2 separate regions of the Mus musculus genome follow, and region 2 is linked to region 1. Evidence: chromatin contacts called from public Hi-C data. All regions are on one chromosome and are shown on one strand. The core of a region is the stretch at or near the end of the contact, and the rest is flanking DNA. Distances in the headings are between cores, read along the strand shown. Region 1 has its middle 32 kb from the start of Gm38838. Region 2 has its middle 79 kb from the start of Mir7232.

Region 1 (6,927 bases), core at 2,766-5,265:
TTTGTCTTCTGTCTATCCATGAATTATCATTTTAATATTTGTTTTATTTTATGAGTATGAGTATTTTGTCTGCATGTGTACTGCATGTGTACCTGGTACCCATGGATGTTAGAAGACATCATCAGAGCTTCTGGAAGTAAAGCTGTGGATGTAAGGGCTGAATACTGATATGGAGACATCTCTGCTTTCTCCACAAATCATCTTTTAGAAGAAGCTATTTTACTGAGCCTAGATGATATGAACCCAGCTTTTGATTTTGTGGGATTTGTACATATGCATGTGTACTTGTTAGTAGGGATGTGTGCACATACACATGTGTGGATATGCATGGGAGGCCAGAGGCTGACATTAGCTCTTTCTTGGACTCCATGCACCTTTGCTTTCTGAAATAGGGTCTCTCACTAAACCTGAATCTCATCAATTTGAGGTTGAGCTTTAGTGACTTGCTTGTCTCTGTGACTTTTGCCCCCATTCCTGGATTTACGGGTACATGATGTTATACTCAGCTTTTTAATATGAAAAATAAGGATCCCAATTCAGAGCTTCATGTTTGATTGGCAGACACACTGCTGAATGAGCCATCTCCCTAGCCAATTTTGTAAGATTTAACATATGGACACTTTCATTTGGAATGTCTACTAAATATTAAAATTAATTCTTTACTTATACAATGGGCATATACAGCTAAGAAGTTGATTTTTTCTTTTTGCTTTTTTTCCAATTAGGGGATTGAAATCTTCATTATTCTTAAACACACACACACACACACACACACACACACACACACACACAATGTTCTTCAGTTTGTAGATTATGTAAGTTAAATGACTTACTGATGGTCACCAAATTAGCAAACCAAGGATTGAACCTCAGCTTACTGCTTGCTATTGCCTCCCATGTAGTGTGAAATCTGGCATGTTATCCGATTATAAAACACTATACACATTACAAATAAAACTCAGAGCTTAAAGTGACTTTTCCAAGTGAAGTCCTGAATAGGGGTAATCAGGCCTGAGGTCTATATTTCATCATGAAGAATTCTATAACTGTCTATCAGGCATTAGGAGGATTCGTGCACATTTTTTTTTTTATTTAGCAGAATCATCTGATTTACAGCTATGGTTTCCACATCTCTGTATGACTCCATTGAGATGTGCCCCTGGGAAGCATTTGTGAAGTTTCCTTGAGAGTGGATGTGTGTTGTTTCTAGTTATTAAGTAAGCACTTCATTTTGTAGAAGGATATTGGTGACTATATCCCATTTGGGGAGTGAATGGATATATTTTCATGGTTCATATGCTAATGCATATTCTTCTCATGACTCCTTACAAAAGAGAAATTAATTTAACTAAGAGTGTACATGTTTCCATGCTGCTCTTGCTTAATTAAGTTGATTCGAGTCCTAGTTGGACCATTATGTCAAGGTTTGCCATGCTTAAGACAAAATGTGAACAGGCAGGCAATTCATTTGAATGACTGTAATATGAGTTTAGAATACCTAGGACAATAGGTCCCTTTTAATCTTCGGTTAATAAGTCATCTTAATTACAACTCAGGCAAAGACCTTGACAACATTTCACACTTTACACCGAGAGAACCATTATTTTTCATAGCCTCCCTTGACAAATTTTAGAAGTGTCAGTTGTTATGGGGAAGATTTGTTTTCCAATATTAAATTTTTATTTATGTATTCTTTCTCATTTTTAATTTTTATTAAATTCTTTTTATGTGACTTTTTGTTAATGTGAAGTACAGCTACAGGAATAGATGTAAGTAGGTGATTATAAATTTTAGTAAGCATGAATATACATTTAAACTACTATTAGTAATTTAAATCAAGAAGACTCTATTCAATACTTCCTATTTCTCATCATTTTTGAATTGTCCTGATTTCTTTTTTTATTCTATAGCATTTTATTTTATTTTTCACTCTTCAAAATACCTTCTACATCTAAATATATCTTGATCACATTCTTCTCCTCCCCAAGTCTCCCCAGATCTCCCTTTGCCCACCTACTAGACTTCAAGATCTGAAAGAACAAAACCCCAACATAACAACTTGCCCCCAACCAAGAAAACAACCTCCTCAAAGCCCAACTAAACCACATACAAACAGAAGCACATAAAAGCTGTGGAATCCACCATATATCTGTTAACCTCTCCTGAACACAAGACCTGCCCTCAAATGGTTGATATACCTAGTGGCACTCCATTAGGAAAACAAAAAACAAAAAAACTGACTTTCCCCCTCTTTCCCTCTCCTAGCAGGTATAAGTGACAATTCAGGTGTTAGCCCTCATTTTTATTTTTTTTTTTTATTTCTTTCAAGTTCATACTTGTATAAATATCCATCCCTCACTTGCTCCATTCCATTTACCCTGGAACCAACTTCATGTTTTCATTTTATAAATTCTAATTGATGAACACATTTTTAAACTCACTGAGTCCAATCAGTTAGCCAGTGCTTCATTTAAATGCACGGATATGGGGTTATCTCACTGGGGCATGGAGTTATCCATGAGAGCATGGTAGCATTCACTGGGCCCTGGGGTCATCCACTGGGGCATGGGAAATACTTAACTGGATTCCTGCCTTCTATTAGTTCTAGGGGCTTGCACACTACGCATCACAGAACAAATAAGACCCACGACTTACTAACTTTTGTAAAACCTATTTGTGTATCATCTGTGGCTCTTTTTCTCCTAGAATGACAAAGATGAGAAATCTTGACTAAGAATAGAAGGTTTTCTCTCTCTCTCTCTCTCTCTCTCTCTCTCTCTCTCTCTCTATCTTTCTATCTATCTATATATCTATATCTATATATCTATATCTATATCTATATCTATATCTATCTATCTATCTATCTATCTATATATATATATATATATATATATTTTGAGACAGGGCTTCTCTGTATAGCCCTGGCTGTCCTGGAACTCATTCTGCAGCCCAGGCTGGCCTCAACCTCAGAAATCTGCCTGCTTCTGCCTCTCAAGTGCTCGGATTAAAGGTGTGTACCATCACTGTCTGGCAAAATTTCTACAGAAACAAGTTAACATTCTCCAATAAGAATATTTTTGGCCTTCTCTGGTGCCCTGAAAATAGTTCTGAAAAGCCAGAATTTTTGTGGAAGATAGAGCTGACAAAAAGGGTGCAGGTAGCGGTAGCTAACTATTGATCTTGACTAGTTTAACCTGTGCCTCCAGCATGGACAGGTCATTCATTCTCTCAATAGTGTTTCCCTTGTGTGCTAGGCTGAAACTTCCTCTGGCTAGATCCCTTCTAAAGAATAAAGAAGACAAATCAATTCATCCTCAATTCACATTTCATGAACTAGAAAATTTAGACATATACTTCCCAGGTTATTTCAGCAAATTGAAGCAGCAGTGTATTTGTTTTGGACCTTGGAGTAACTTGAGAGCATAGTGTGGGTACTTATTGTCAAGGTGTGTGTGTGTGTGTGTGTGTGTGTGTGTGTGTGTGTGTGTGTCTGTCTGTCTGTCTGTCTGTCTCTCTCTCTCTCTCTCTCTCTCTCTCTCTCTGTGTGTAGTGAATGAACATCTTAATCTATCTTAATCTAAAACCCTTAAAGTGCTCTATATCTCTCAATATCCAGTGAGCCACATATGTGTTTGGTATATAATTTATCCTGTATCTGTGTAAGCAGCTTATGGACATATGCATTACTTAGGAGTTGCTGTGGAATCTTCTCTAGCTACTTTTGTGGTACTTTATATGTGACGACATTTTCACAATGGACAGTATGAACCTTCTGTAATGTGTGTCTTGTTGAAATCTCAAGAAAGAATTCAACAAATCTCTAACAACCTCCAGTGCCTTAAATAACCGTTGAGTTTCAGGATTCTCAACAGAAGTTTTCCTAGTGTATCGCCAAGACTCTAATTTGGATATCAGTTATTTATGGGAATTAACATGTAGAGATGGAACAGCAGGTCTGTGTGGGATGCTGGCAAGTCAGAGACTAAAAATGAGTGACGTGTGTTGTAATGAGGTACGTACATCTGAGACAGAGGGTGGTAGAGGCAGAGGGGTAGATGAGAAAAACATAATATGATCTGGTTTATTTAAAGGTATTGAGAGAAAAATACATCACTCAAATGTACTCAGGTAGAAGGTCTCCTCTTTATTTTTATCGGAGTGCCTTTATAGTCAAAAGAGACACAATGAAGGCAGAGAGGGAACATACTGTATTTAAAGGAAGAACCACTATTTCTCTGTCACTGTGGCTGTGTTTTTCTATTTCTATATGTCAAGTCATCTGTGCCTTTCTTGTTCAAATGAGTCTGGAGAACACAGTGGTGCACAGCCAGGGGAGTTTCACAGTGAGATGAGCGTTTACCCATCACCCTTGAGGTCCTGGTTTTGATCCTCATCACAGCATAAAGCCAGGGTTGGTGGTGCAAGCTTGTAATCTCAGGACTTGGAGGGGATAGGCAGTAGCATATGAAGTTCAAAGCCATCATTTGCTATATAATAAATTTGAGACCAGCCTTGACTCTGTGAGACTCTGCTTTAAACACACACACACACACACACACACACACACACACACACACACACACACAGAGAGAGAGAGAGAGAGAGAGAGAGAGAGAGAGAGATTTACTGACAAGGAAAACCTGTGTACTGTGTTTAGCTTCAGAACTGAAGAAGCTCAATCCTATAAATTTTATTTTGCTGTAAACCTGGATGCCCTGCTATGGTGTACTTGTTACTTATGGGCAATTTACAAGAGAAATTAAACTCTAATCAGTTGAAAAATTAGAAGCAAATTTCAGGTCTTTATAAATAGTGTACCATGGTAACTATGCTGAGATTATCTAATTCATTAAGTATGATATATAAAAGATGGCAAGTCTCCTCTTTAATTGGCTAATAACAGTCAGCTTGCAAGTGGGTGGGCAATAAACCTCTCAGGTTGATTGTGTAATGACAACAGGATGGTGGAGCTGTTGGTGTGTTGAAGAGCTGGGGGTTCTCTTTTCTTTTGAGATGATTGTATATTTATACCCATTGAACTTAGATGCTCTCAGCCTTGATCAGAGAAGATTATTTCTACAGTGGACAGTAGTCTATGCAGAGATTTGTAACTGATTCATATGCCAAGAATGAGTGGCCATGAGTATTCAGCCCAAATCTGACCACTTCCCTCCTGTTTCTCCAACTTCCACCAAGGCTCAAAGAATAATGCTGAAGAGGAAGCAGAAAAACCCAAGAGCCTGTGGTGGGGAGGAATGTTAGGAAATGCTGTCCAGCAGATATGGCATGGTTGTTGCTTCCATGAACTCAGCTCTACTGTGATTGCTGCACAAGATGAAGGCAGCTATACTTCACCCATAGGGTATGTGCTCTCCAGACTTCATCTCTTAATGAGGAATGATTGATTGTTGACAGCCCCCTGGGGGGGGATGAGAGAGAGAGAGAGAGAGAGAGAGAAAGAGAGAGAGAGAGAGAGAGAGAGAGAGAGAGAGAGAGAGAGAGAGAGAGAGAGACTTTGGGTTTGTGGAAACTTGTAGGTTTCCTGTGCTCCAGTGAATGGCCTCAGACCCATGCACATAAATGACAACACCACATGGTCTTAGTGGGCTTTTCAAAAGCAAAGGAAAAGGCATGAAGTGCAGAGGTGGACATGTGTAGGGAGATCCAGGGGAAGTTAAAGGAGAAGAATAGAGTGGATGCAACCATATTTTATTGTATAAATGTATGAAATTCTCAAAGAATAAAATTTAATCAATAAAAAGATTAATGTATTTACCAGGGACTTTTCCTCAAACGTAGCTCCAAAATAGAAGTGAGAAAAGCTCTGTCAAATTGATACACTTGTGACCAGAGGCTTCACCCCGCCCTCTCATCCTACTGACGCTAGAAGGATGGCCTGAAAACTTCTGACCTAGAAGGAAGTCTCGAGCAGCTGTCTCTCTCCAGCTATGCTCTTGGTGGCTTAGCAATGACAGAAAGACTTCTTGGACTGGGGCTGGCTCAGTTGGTAAAGTGTTTGTAGCCCACATGTGAGCACCCGAGCTCTATCCCCAGCAACCTGGTTTAAAACCAAGAAGCCTAGCCATGGAAGCAAACATCATCATCTCTGCACAGGGGAGTAACAGACAGGGAGATCCCTGGGGTTCACTGACCAGTCAGCCTAGCCAGGCTTGAGAGTTTCAGGAGTTTCAGGTCAAAATGAGAGACCCTGACTCTCAAACAAAGTGGGCAGATCCTGGGGATGAAACACAATGGCCTCCCAATGCATGTGCATGTGTTACCAAATATATGCTTGCAATATCTGTGCAAACGTGCGCGCGCACACACACACATACACACACACCCACACTAGACAGATTTCTCTCCGTATGCTTTCCATTGGCAGGGCACTTTTCTTATAAGCCCCTGGCACAAAGTTCAGGTGTCCTAGCTATGTCACAGATGAAGGAAGTAGACAATGGATAGCTTGGCAATTGTTCATAGCTTTATAATCGCAACATGGCTCAGCAACATGTGATATGAGCCCAGGCTATGAATAAGGTCTGCATGTTCTCATATTTTAATGTATGTTCACTTCACTTGAAGATTCCAATAACATGCCACCACCACCTGTGTGTGTGTGTGTGTGTGTGTATTTGTGACTGAATATATGTGCTGGTAAGGTACACCTTAGGTATTCTTACACATACACTATCATTTTGAGACACACTCTCTCAGTGGTCTAGAGCTCAGAGATTCATTTAAGCTTGCTGGCTCTGAGCTCAAGGGATCAGCTCTCTGCCTGCGTCTGCCTTCCCAGAAGTGTGCCCACCATGCCTTTTCTTTCTTTTATTCTTTCTCTCTTTTTAAATGTCTATGGTCTGAACTCTAGTCCTCATGTTTATGCATCAAGCACACTAGAGCCTGGCCAATACAGAGATTTTTTTA
Region 2 (6,849 bases), core at 1,713-4,212, 400 kb before region 1:
ACTACTTGGCAAGTCCCCGGCCAGAGAGAGACCTTAAATTAAAAAACAAGGTGGAGACCACCTGGAGTTGACCTCTGTCCTGTGCATACTCAGATCCATGCCCCACTGTATGCCATGGGCTAATGAGTGCCTGAGAACAGACTGAGACTCTAGATCTGTGGGAGGTCTGGCTTCTCTCTCTTCCTTCCCAATCTTGCTTCTTCCCAGAGAGCCCCCTCACTTGGGCTGCAAGTAAAGTATTCCATTTTCAGGGCATAGAGGAAAGGTCTGGTGGGGTGTCCTGAAGGCTCAGGCACTGCCGCTGCCCAGACAGAGCAAAGCCAAATCGGTGGGTTTGAGGAACTGTCAGCCTTTCCTGGGGATGGTTTTGCCTTTGGGCTCAGTGAAATTAAGGGGTACCCAGGAGAGATATAGAGAGGCATGGAGTCCAACGACCTTTGCTTTTTAAAGTTTACCTTTGTCTTGCGAAGTGACAGAAAATGTAGGATTTTCAATAATTAGATGTTATATTTTCTTCTGTTTGTGTTTTAAAAAAATAAGTTGTTTGGTTTTGTAGAAAAGTCTTCAAGTTTAGATATCTTAATGACAATAACAATAATGATAAAACCAAGATGGCGGCACATGTCTTTCATCTAAGTGCTTGGGAGGCAGAGGTAGGTGGATCTCTGTGAATTCAAGGCCAGCCTGGTCTACAAGGTGAGCTCCAGGCCAGCCTGGGCTATACAATGAAACCCTGTCTCAAAGGGAAAATGGTGCTGAGGTGGCTCAGTGAGTACCACCTCCGAGTCTGAGGGGCAGAGTTTGGTACATGGTAGAAGGAGAGAGCCAATGACTGAAACCTGTCCTCTGACCTCCGTACGTACCATGGTGTGCATGCCTCACACACTCACACCCAGACACTTAAAGCAAGCAATAAAATATAATATGATTAAAAATTACTACCATTGTGTGTGCATAATGTGTGTGTGTGTGTGTGTGCATGATGTGAATGTGCACGATGTGTATGTGTGTGCACGATGTGTGTGTGTGTGCGCGATGTGCGTGTGTGTGTGTGTGTATGATGTGCATGTGTGTGCATGATGTGTGTGTGTGCATGATGTGAATGTGCACGATGTGTATGTGTGTGCACGATGTGTGTGTGTGCACGATGTGCGTGTGTGTGTGTGCATGATGTGCATGTGTGTGCATGATGTGTGTGTGTCCATGATGTGTGTGTGTGTGCATCATGTGCATGTGTGTGCACGATGTGCATGTGTGTGCACGATGTTCATGCGTGTGCATGATATGCATGTGTGTGCATGATGTGCATGTGTGTGCATGATGTGCATGTGTCCATGATGTGTACATGTGTGCATGATGTGCATGTGTGTGTGCATGATGTGCATGTGTGTGCATGATGTGTATGTGTGTGCATGATGTGCATGTGTGTGCATGATGTGGATATGTGTGCATGTGGAGGTCAGAGAACAATCTCATGGAGTCAGTTCTCTCCCTCTCCCTCTATGTGGGCCCTAGGGAGTAGAACACAGGTGCTCAGCCTTCCATAGCAGGGGTTCACCTGCTTAGTCTTATCAGCCTAGATACTTCGAAAAAAAAAAAGGTAAACATATGCTTTACTTAAAAATTAAGCATACAATATGGCTGCATTTACCCAAGCATTTTACAAGACCATTAATGGCAGCTTCACTTTAGACAATGGAAAACAATAGAAACATCATTGGTGTATGAAGGAGTGAACATTGTAGTAGGCAAAACAGCTAATGCACAACAATGCAGACCTTGGTCGCTATAGTTCTGATTGGTGGAAAGGCTACATGAAGGCAACATTGTGTAAATCTATTTGCTTTCTAGAAATGGCGACAGGCACCTTCAGCGGCAAGGAAGATGAGCATTTCCCTGATTCCTGGATCGTGACAAGATGGGCCAGGTGGAGGGAGAACTTGCTGATGGGTGTGAATGCGCATCTGTGAGTGACCAGCATGTTCATTTGATTAAAAAGTCTTATTCTTTGATCATTTCATACACATACACTCACACACACACACACACAAATGTGTGTGTGTGTGTGTGAGTGTATGCGCGAGAGATTTTAAATCCTCTCTCACTCTCTTTACTCCCTTTCCACATCTGCTGAAACTCTTCTTCCCGAACCCCCTCCTATTTTCATGGCCTTTTGTTTCTTTTGCTTTTTTTGTGACCAACAGAGTATAATTATAATAGTATAATTAGTATAATTACTTGCATGAGCAGTATGTGTGTGTGTTATTAGTGCAGTATATATATTACAATGGTCACAAAATTGAAGTAAATGTGGATTTGCATATGATAAAATGAATCATTGTCCTTTGTACACAGCGCTTCTTGTAGCATTTGGCTTCCTAGGTGTCTTGGTCTGTGGAGGGGTAGGAGTGAATCTCACCTCTTCTCTACTAAAGAATGTATTCTCAGCTGGGTCATTCAAGGCAGTTTGTTGTCTTTACATCATTTGCCCACATGGGGGCACCATTGACCCTGCCTTTGGACTTCTCTGCTCTGTAAGAACTTTCTCATTTTGCTGAATCCATTTCTAGACCTGTTTAACTCCACTGCACTTGGAAATGGCAGGCAGCAGTTTTTTTTTCTTTTTTTTTCTTTTTCCATGGGAGCTGAAGCCTGGTAATAAAGAAATCAGTAGCATCGCGCTTCAGTTCTTGCCTGCTTCTTTAAAACAACTCAGACCTCCAGCCTGGTTCCGACAATATAGCGGTCTGTCCCAGATGCTCAGTGGCAGAGCCGGCCACAGACTCTAACAAGACTTCTTTGTGAGCAGCATCAAGAAGCACTGGATGAAGTCCCATCCAGGGTTAGAACCTGGAAGATTTTTGAAATAGATAAATTCAAATAACGAGATACCCCTGGTACCTGTCGTTCAGCCCTACCCTTTCTAATATGTGCTGCAATTCCGAGCTGGGGCACACAGTAATGGGTATGCCATTGCTTCTAATGTGCTGGACCTATGGGTGGATGCTAATCCTGCTGCAGGACTGGAGTCTTCCAAACACTCTACCATGTCCTAAGGCTCTGGTCACAGGCTGAGATGTATGTTAGTTACTCTTCTCATCGCTGTGACAAAATACCTACAGAAGTGACCTCAGCCAGGAAGGATTTGTTTTGGTTCCTGGTTCAGGGTACAGTCTATCATGTGGGGAAGCATCACGGTGGGTGAGAATGCCAAGGTACAAGACCACACTACATTTGCCGTCAGCAAGCAGGTGGTGAATGCTGGTGTCTTTTTATGCAGTCAGGGATCTGAGCTCATGCGATGGTGTTGTCTGAATGTAGTGCGGGTCTTCCTACCTCAGTTAACATAATCTAGAAAATTCCCGCCACGGACCTGTCCAGTGTTTTCTTCTAGGTGATTCTAGATCCTGTGTAGTTGGCAATCAGTATTAAGTAGCTCAAGCAAGCTTCTGCTTTCAGAATGGAACAATGGCCAATTTAGGCACCATATATTTTGTCTGCAGGCACATGTACCAAATTTCCATGTAGCCAGCCTCATCCAAAATCAGTTATCTCTGGAGGTGTCAGTTCTTGATGCCCAGGCTGCATGAAGCCTTCTTTGAGGAGGCCTGACATGCCACAGTGAAACATGCAGATCACTGAAGCTTGTCCCAGCCACCCAGGGGACATGGGTCTGGTTCACTGGAACGGCTTATCTTTTACCTGTCACCGTAAACCCAGCTGGGTCCTTAGATCCTGGCTTCTAAAGAGCCGTGGAGCAAAGGACAGAGAAGCAGCCCAAAATGCTCTCTGGCGCAAGCCCTTTGCAGTTTGCCAGGAGCAGCAGGCTGACAAGCACACACAGTGACATTGTCCTGAGCATCAGGACTCTGGTCTTGGCAAAGCAGTCAGTGAGGAACGCAAAGGTGAGCTGGTCTCAGAGGCGTGAGACTGTCTCAGCCTCTTAGGCACTTTGCCCAGACATTCCGACTGTGCCATGTTAGCACCTGGCAACCAAGTCCCTAAAGATGATTCAAATGATGTCTGCTTTGTTTTTTGCTTGTGGATCTTTTTTTTTAAATACATATATATATATATATATATATATATATATATATCACATTTGCTATTGGCTGCAGAGCTAAGCCAAGGACTCCTGTTGTAAGAGGAGCACCCTGTGCCTCTCTCGCCTTGGCAGCACACATGTTCCCATTCATCTCATGCTTTTGGGTGATGAACATTTGTTCAGAGGTGGCACACAATATTGATCCCACGCCTGTTCCTACTGGCATCTTGATAGCAGCCGGAGCTCTGCCTTCCCATTGCCAGTCCCCTTGGGAAAGTGTGCAGTGACTTGTTTGTAGTCAGCTTCTGCACATTATCCTAGTACATTCACCTCCCGAAGTCAAGGAGGCCAAAAGGACAGCTCGTCCGAGGATTTCAGCAGTCTGTATGGGACAAAACATATTTATCAAGTACTTACGGTTTGCCAGGAAATGCTACTTGCAAGTGGGTGATGAGTTGGCCAAGACAGAGGCTGAGGGAGAGCTGTCCAGCAGAGGGAGAATTAGCAGGACAGAGGCTGAGAGAGAGCTGTCCAGCAGAAGAAAGCTGCCCAGGAGAGTTTGCAGGACAGGGAGTTTGGTGATGCTCCTTAAGGCCAGAACGGAGAGAGCTGCAGGACAGTGGGCCAACATGAGGCTGGAGAGATATGATCTTGCAGACCCTATTAAGGATTTGGAACACTTTTGTAAATATAGTAGAATTCAAAGATGACATATATATATATATATATATATATATATATATATATATATATATATATATATATTATTGACAATATGGCTTTTCTTTTATTTTCACATTGTGTGTGTGTGTGTGTGTGTGTGTGTGTGTGTGTGTGTGTGTGCACATGCACAGCAGCATACCTTGCAGGAGGTCCCGGGAATTGAATTTAAGTCATCAGATTTGGTTGCTAGTGCCTTTACCCACTGAGCCACCTTGCTGGCCCTAACAGTATGTTCCTACTACAATGAAATTTGTGTTTGCTTAGAAAATGGTTGTTACAATGTTAGTAAATGACTGTTGCAATGCTATTTTAAGACACAATTACTTCTCCTGTAAGTCAATGACACAATTCTGGGGAAGTTGTTTTTCCATTTATATAAGAAATACTGTGACCTACCTCAATGTACTTTGGATTTAACAACCTGGGGTTTTCTTTGCCTTTCCTAGAAGGGCCAACAGGGTGTAGTTTTGATTTAAGAAGCTGACGTTCCCTTTGCCTTTTCTAGAAGGGCCCAGAGAGGATAGCAGAAGAGAGCTAAACTGGCCTGCTTAACAAATGAGGGTGTTTATCTAGAAGTGCCTCTGCTGGGTGGTGGCTGTACTCACACTCGGCTTCACGGATGCCAATAAATCACCTTCCAAAGTGCTTGTTCAAACCCGCTGTCCCGCCTGCAGTGTTTAAGCTGTTGGTCCATATTCTCACTGATGCCTGGAGTCACCAACAGAAACTCCCATCAGTCTGACATGTGGATGTACTATTGTCATTTGTACTTGTCCCGTGACTGAGAAGAGCAAAAGCTGATTCATAGGTTTAACAGCCATTCTTATTTCCTCATGTATAATTTAAAAATTAGTTAGTTATCATCTGTCTGTTTCTGTGTCTGTGTGAGTCTAATCTCACATGTATGTGCCAGTACGTGGTTCTGTGTGATTGTGGAGTCTAGAGGCTGGTCCTTCTCTAGCACCCTCTGCCTCTGGGGCAGGGTCTCTCTTTCGGACTGGGGCTCTTGCTTTCCCAGCCAGGTTGGAAACCAACCATCCAGAGTGATCCTCCAGTCTCTGCCCACATGCAATTACAGGCATGCCTGGAATACCCAGCTGGTTAGGTCAGGTGCTGAGCTCTGATTTCTGCTCATCAAAAGTGTGCAACAAGAAATTGAAACCTGATAATCCATCTTTCTGGTCCTGGAATGTGATTCCCCCCCCCCTCTTTATATATATATATATATATATATATATATATATATATATATATATATATATATTATTTTTCTGCTAGATTTTTTTTCAAAGCCAAGTTTTTGGTATTTTATATTTCCCACATCTATGTTTTTGTTATCTTTATCACCACAGATATCTTCTTGCAGGCTGGAGGTATTTTTAAATTTTATGTGATGGCTTATGCTTTGCATTTCAGGGTAGTAACGTTTATCAATATTTACTTGAACTGGTTTGCTTGTGGCTTTTAGCCTTTTGTTTAAGGATATATTTTTTAACAGAGCTGGGGAGATGGGGCAGCTGGTAAAATGCTGAGCAAACAGGAGGACAGAGGTTTGCATTTCCAGCACTCACATCTAAAGCTGAACAGGATGGCATGTGTCTGCATCCACCCTGCTCACAGGATAGAGCCTTGAAGCTCACTGGCTAGCCAGTGATACAAGGAGGTAACTCCAGGTTCAATGCGCAACTCTGTTTCAAAAAAATGAGGCAGAGATCAATAGAGGCAGACTGCCAGCTGCCATGCGGACATGAATCCATATATGTATACCATACACCAGTTCCTGCAAGCCAAGCACACCACACTTGTCTAAGCTGGACAAGTGATGGTAGTCATACTTGTAATTCCAAAGTCTAGGGTCTTCCAGGACTACAGGTCCAAAACAGCCTGGGCAAATTATCAAAACTTGTCTCAATTTTTTTTTTAATATACCACTTAAGAGAGCCTTCGACAAAGTAATATTTTCTCACGTGATTTTAAAGCTCTGTTTTCCATATTTACCCCCTCTTAGACAATTTAGTGTCTATTTTTGGGTAGGAATCAATCAGGAATGTGATCTAGTTAAAAAGATGGGCAGGCAAGGC

What was found. Hi-C and Micro-C count contacts between places; a contact is called where the count stands out from the background.
Region 2: a contact with region 1 is called in a Hi-C map of cortical neurons, with 4 times the contacts expected there. The contact joins two enhancer-like sites. A contact is called at or near these places in 1 of 39 promoter capture datasets (hippocampal neurons), 1 of 484 Hi-C or Micro-C datasets (cortical neurons) and 1 of 115 datasets of contacts at active chromatin or transcription factors (neural progenitor cells).

What each region holds. Positions count from the first base shown.
Region 1 is chr6:81,410,844-81,417,770 of GRCm38.p6, reverse strand. No RefSeq gene overlaps it. Among named protein-coding and RNA genes, the nearest start is that of Gm38838, 32 kb to the left of the region's middle. Within about 2 kb of position 4,015, at least 13 of the 459 cell types and tissues checked have an H3K27ac peak or open chromatin away from gene starts, as enhancers often do. A contact at or near this core is called in cortical neurons, where this site is marked.
Region 2 is chr6:81,813,149-81,819,997 of GRCm38.p6, reverse strand. No RefSeq gene overlaps it. Among named protein-coding and RNA genes, the nearest start is that of Mir7232, 79 kb to the left of the region's middle. Within about 2 kb of position 2,962, at least 7 of the 459 cell types and tissues checked have an H3K27ac peak or open chromatin away from gene starts, as enhancers often do. A contact at or near this core is called in cortical neurons, where this site is marked.